Regions from separate parts of the Ornithorhynchus anatinus genome. Here region 2 is linked to region 1. The links are chromatin contacts, called in public Hi-C maps. All regions are on one chromosome and are shown on one strand. The core of a region is the stretch at or near the end of the contact, and the rest is flanking DNA. Distances in the headings are between cores, read along the strand shown.

The links. Hi-C and Micro-C count contacts between places; a contact is called where the count stands out from the background.
Region 2: a contact with region 1 is called in a Hi-C map of fibroblasts, with 1.7 times the contacts expected there. The contact joins two enhancer-like sites. A contact is called at or near these places in 2 of 2 Hi-C or Micro-C datasets (fibroblasts and liver).

Annotation. Positions count from the first base shown.
Region 1 is chr3:65,219,053-65,221,752 of mOrnAna1.pri.v4, forward strand. The region is part of intron 2 of LOC114810082 (a long non-coding RNA gene); the gene reads left to right. Among named protein-coding and RNA genes, the nearest start is that of LIPG, 87 kb to the left of the region's middle. Within about 2 kb of position 1,384, the one cell type or tissue checked has an H3K27ac peak away from gene starts, as active enhancers do. A contact at or near this core is called in fibroblasts, where this site is marked.
Region 2 is chr3:65,312,908-65,315,895 of mOrnAna1.pri.v4, forward strand. No RefSeq gene overlaps it. Among named protein-coding and RNA genes, the nearest start is that of ACAA2, 110 kb to the right of the region's middle. Within about 2 kb of position 1,549, the one cell type or tissue checked has an H3K27ac peak away from gene starts, as active enhancers do. A contact at or near this core is called in fibroblasts, where this site is marked.

The DNA of each region.
Region 1 (2,700 bases), core at 134-2,633:
CACTGGGGCAGGGATGACATCTATCAGCTTTTCTTTATTGCACCCCAAGCTCTTGGTACAGTGCTCTGCATACAGTAAGTGCTTAATAAATACCAGTGCCTGATTCGTTGATGACTTTGCTTCTTTGCTTGGGTTAGTCAAGCATATTTACTGAGCACTCACTATGCAGATGTCTGTACTAAGCGATTGGGAGAGTACTCTATAACAGAATATAACGGAAACATTCCCTGTCCACAATCTTGGCTTGGCCCTGAGGGTGAAGGACCAGAGTGTCTGTCAACTTTGGGACTTTCTGGCCTCAGATCATTCCCGATTTGACTCAAATCATTAACTCCTTCAAGGCAAGGAGATGGATATCTTACTTCTGTTGTATTTAGCCCAAGGGCTTAGTACAGTGTGTTGAACTCAGGTGCTCAGTAATACCATTGATTGAATTTGGGAGTGATGACTATTGACCCCCAGAAGTTTCCAGCTATGGGGCGAAACAACAGTTGTCACCACCTCCACCCTTTTCCAAAACTCAAGAGCTTCCAAGCAAGGCTCAAGAATATTTAGAGTTTCTGTGCTGGGTGAAAAGGCTCCAAATGTACTCTTCAAATTCTGCCTGCTCCTTCCAAATCCCCCACCCGGCTTACTCTTCCTCAAAATCGCATCTCTGTTGTTCCTCCTACATATCACCCCCTTTCTCTCATTCGGAGCAGAGTTGGCATACATCGGGGAGATTAGGTTCAATGGAGAGGCAGCGAGGTGTAATGAAAAGAGCACGGGACTAGGAGTCAGAGAACCTAGGTTCTAATCCCACCTCCACCACTTGTCAGCTGTGTGACCTTGGGCAAGTCGCTTCACTTCTCTGTGCCTGTTACCTGTGCCTCTGTAAAATAGCAATTGAGCCCTATTTGTCTCTACCCCAGGGCCTGTGTACAGTGCCTGGCACATAGTAAGTGGTTAACAAATACCATTAAAAACTCACAAAGTTCTAATCTGAACTCCTCAGGGAAGAGACCTGCTGTTGTTTTCTACTGTTTGTTCCCACCCCCTAGTGTTGCAGGCACTTTTCTCGCGCAGTTTCTCTCCATCCGATAGTTCTCGTGACGAAGCCAAGCCGCATCTGGTATTGAAGACTGCCAACTCTGTCACCACCATCACATGTCCAGGCTCCTAATCTGGGGCTCTGCACACAAGAGTTGCTTAATGCTGTTGATGATGAAACTCTAGGGCAGACCCAAATCCTAGGAACGATCCCAGAACTGAGGTCAGGTCAATCTGGGCCACTGGGCAGAGATGGGAAAAAGCTCAGAATCACCTTGCTACCTTGGTTCCCATGTCACCTGATGGACACCTCCCCCAGCCCGCCACCTGAAACCTCCTCTGGTCCGGTGGGACTAACTGCTCACTCCAGCTGCAGGCACTGGGCCACCTCCGTGCCGCTCTGCTCCGATCTGAACTCGAGCCAAGCAGGGAAATTCCAATGCGCTGGGCTCAGTGACCATTCCTGACATAGGGTGGGGCAGCTCCTTCCCCAGGAATCCATCTCTCACATCCCACGAGGCCACCCGAGGTGTCCGGGCACCACTTGGAGTTGGCCAAGGTCCAGATCTCTTGGCTTCCTCCCAGCAAAGGAATTTCTCCCTCCCCCATCCCTTCACCCCTCCTTCTCTGAGTGTGGGTACCTGCAAGCAGATCAGGAGGAGGTTGCCCTCAGAGCCAGTGCTGCTGAAAGCAAGGGAAACTGAGGTCGGACCAGGTCTGCCCGGACCTAGTGGGTTTGGGCTGGGAGTGGTCCAGCCTGGAATCCCCTCTTTTTTTCCTTCATCATCCTTATCATTGTGGTTCATGAGGACCTATTTGGGATGGGCTTCTCAGCCCATCCTTAGTCCTGAGGGCCGTAGAGAGACAGGACACTTCTGCAGATCCTCTCCTCCCCCATTTCCAGGTGATTTAGATTGAAAATTTGGAGATCTGGGCTCAGTATGGCTCCAGGGAATGATAAAAGGATGCATACCTGATTGGGCTTCCTCCAGTAACTGGGTTTGGAAGGGAGTAGGCCTGGGCTAAGTAGGAGAGCAGCGGCTGAATCGCCTTTGTTTGATTTGTTGCTTTCCATGATGCAGTTGTATCAGAGGTGGGAGGAATTGGGGGTTTGTGGAAGAATGGAAAGAGACAGGAGACGTGTGGATTGTAAGGGTTCTGAGAGGGAATAATTTTGGGATTGGCCAGTTGAGCCATGCTTGGATGTGGTAAGGGCAGATGTCAACCTTGCCACTCTTGTGGAAGTGTAAAGCAGAGGCTCCCGTCCCTGGGGATGACACAACCTAAGTCCCTTCCTTTCAGCTGTGGTGGGGTCAGTGATCATGAGGAAAGCTAGAATCCATGTAGAGAGAGACCAGCTTGAGGGAGGGGAGAAGCATTGTGGTCTAGTGGAAAGAACATGGGCAACAGAAGGACCTGGGTTCTAATCTCAGCTTCTTCACTTCATAATAATAATGATGGTTTTTGTTAAGCGCTTACTATGTGCCGAGTACTGTTCTAAGTGCTGGGATAGATGCAAGGTAATCAGGTTGTCCCATGTGGAGCTCGCAGTCTTGATCCCCTTTTAACAAATGAGGGAATTCAGGCACAGAGAAGTTGTGACTTGCCCAAAGTCACACAGCTCACAAGTGGCGGAGTGGGATTTGAACCCACTTCCTCCCAAATCCATGC
Region 2 (2,988 bases), core at 299-2,798, 94 kb after region 1:
AGATCACTTAACCTCTCTGTGTCTCAATTCTCTCACCTGTGAAATGGGTATTCAATATCTGTTCACTGGGAGCCCCAACTGGGTCTGGAACTGTCTAACCTAATTATCTTGTATCTACGCCGACACTCAATACAGTATTTGGTACATAGTAAGCATTTAACAAATACCACAATTGTCGTCATTTATTATGTGTGGTTTAACAACCTACAGATGACTTAGCAAAGAGGATAGTAACAAAGCAGTTAGGGTTCCCAGAGTAAGCCCTGTCTATTTCTCCAACAAATTTTAAGAACAACACTTTCAGTCCCCATGGGAGATGTGGTGCTCTAATTCAGACTGTGAAAAGACAGAACATGTGTAACTCATTGTAAACAGCTGGACAGATGGAGATGAGATAATCCCAAAAGGCTGCCCTGGGCATTAAGTACCCTCTTTGCAGGGTAACGCACGATGCAGTCTTGAGTAACCCCTAGTGAAGTAATTTTCATTCAGTTCATTCAATAGTATTTATTGAGCGCTTACTATGTGCAGAGCACTGTACTAAGTGCTTGGAATGTACAATTCGGCAACAGATAGAGACAATCCCTGCCCACTGACGGGCTTACAGTCTAATCGGGGGAGACAGACAAAAACAGTAGCAATAAATAGAATCAAGGGGATGTACTTCTCATTAACTGTAAGCCCATCAAAGGGCAGGGGCTGTCTCTATCTGTTGCCGACTTGTACATTCCAAGCGCTTAGTACAGTGCTCTGCACATAGTAAGCGCTCAATAAATACTATTGAATGAATGCATGAATTAAAATAAATGGGGCAATAAAAATATATACAAATGAGCAGGTGAGCACAGTGCTGAGGGGAGGGGAAGGGAAAGGGGGAGGAGCAGAGGGAAAGTGGGGGAAAGGGAGTTTAGCTGAGGGGAGGTGAAGGGGGGTGGGCAGAGAGGGAGCAGAGGGAAAAGGGGAAGCTCAGTCTGGGAAGGCCTCTTGGAGGAGGTGAGCTCTCAGTAGGACTTTGAAGAGGGAAGAGAGTTTGGTGGAGGTGAGGAGGGAGGGCATTCCAGGACAGGGGAGGAGGTGTGTAATTTTGCGTTATAGCCATGGTGGAGTCCTGGAAGAGTCCTTTTCACAAATTCCTTTCCACTGGGAAGCTGGGAGAATGGCTTGAGAAGCAGTGTGACTTGGTGGATAAAGCAAAGGCCTGGGAGCCAGAGGATCGAGGCTCCTCCACTTGCCTGCTATATGACCTTAGGCAACTCACTTACCTTCTCTGTGCCTCAGTTTTCTCAACTGCAAAATGAAGGTTCAATACCTGTTCTCCCTTCTACTTAGACTGTGAACCCCATGTGAGACAGGGACCTGATCCGGCCTGATTAACTTGTCTCTACTGCAGCACTTAGAATAGTGCTTGACACATAGTAAGCGCTTAACAAATACTAGAAAAACTTTTTTTTAAAAAAAAGAATGTCAGGAATCGGCTCTGAATTGTTGGTTATGATTTCCTTTGAGGAGATGCTGCCTTGTCTCATGGAATTCCCCTTCGAGGAACTTCTTCCTGACTTTTTGGCCTGAATTGTTCTTTGTGCCTGGGCTTGGCAACTCTAAAGAAAACAGCCAAATTCTTGGAACATTTTCTTAGCTGCAGCCAAGAGACTGAGTTGGAGCAACAGGGGTTTTTTGGGGCAGTGAGTGAGTGAAGACTATGGAAGAAGAGAGAAGGGAAAGGGGAATGATCCAGGCTCCCCCAGACCTCACTGACAGACCCTGGTCTCTCCCTCAGCCAGGGCGGCGCTTACTCGCCCCCTCCCACTCTGCTGATTTAGTCAGCGAACCAGCGGGTCAGAAGGCAACAGATGTTCTTGTGTTTGTTGGGTTTTTTTTTTTCCTGGCAAGTGGTAATATTAGAGTCTGTGGTTTTCCCCTTTGGCTGTGAGCCAAGATCCCCAACTTGGGATGGTTGCTGAAACGCAAAGGACATTTCAGTCTTCTTCGACATCAGTGCTGGCAGCACGGGACTCAGATTAATTAGCATGGTTGTCTAAGCCAGTCTTTCAGGAAAATCCCTGTACTCCTTCTCCTCCCATTATCCTTTTCCCCACCCCTCCTTCCCCTTTCCCCCTCCCCACCCTTCCCAACTCCTTCCCTTGCCCCAGGCTTTAATTTTGGCTAATCAACTAATTGTCTTCTCAGAAGAGCGTTTCCAGCACACCTGTGCCCCAGGTTGGGAAAGCAGTTTCAATTTCTCTCAAAATGCCCCTGGGGGAAGAGTTGGCATGATTTTCTAATGTCATGACACCTCTGAGAAAAGCCACAGCTTGGAATTTTATGAATTTCTGAAGACAAGGGAAACAGGATTTAGAGAGAAAATGTATATCTTTCTCTGTTGTGTCCTTTTAGGTTCCTGGCCGAGGGCTTAAGGAGAGAGGTACAGAACGTATTTTTAGTAAAAAGTAATTTAGATGAGTGTTCCAAGTATACAATTTATATTAATGTCTGTCTCCCCCTCTGGACTTGTAAGCTCAGCGTGGGCAGGGAATGCGTCTGTTAGTGTACTCTCCCAAGTGCTTAGGACAGTGTTCTGCACATAGTAAGCACTCAATAAATACAGTTGGCTGACTGGCTCACTAACTGTATCTTGTGGCTTTGCATTTCTCTTTCGATTTAATATAGATACAGGATTGTTCACTTTCTGTTCCAAACAATTTTTCAGCAATTGGAACAGCTGCCTGGTTATGAGGCTCAAGCCATTCCTTAGGCATCAAACACTGACGTTTTAATGACTAGCGTCAAGAGACTGGCTGACTCTCCCTGAAGAAAATCCTTTCTTCTAACTTTGCCCTTCAACCCAGAGATGCCGCTGCTGGCCGTGGCTATGGGTGTGGCAGGAAATACCGATATTGGGCTAGAAATCCCTTCCTGACATGAACGAGGATTGTCCTTCAGTCTGAGGCCGTCTCCACTCTTGGCAGACGATAGTCTGGGGAGACAAAC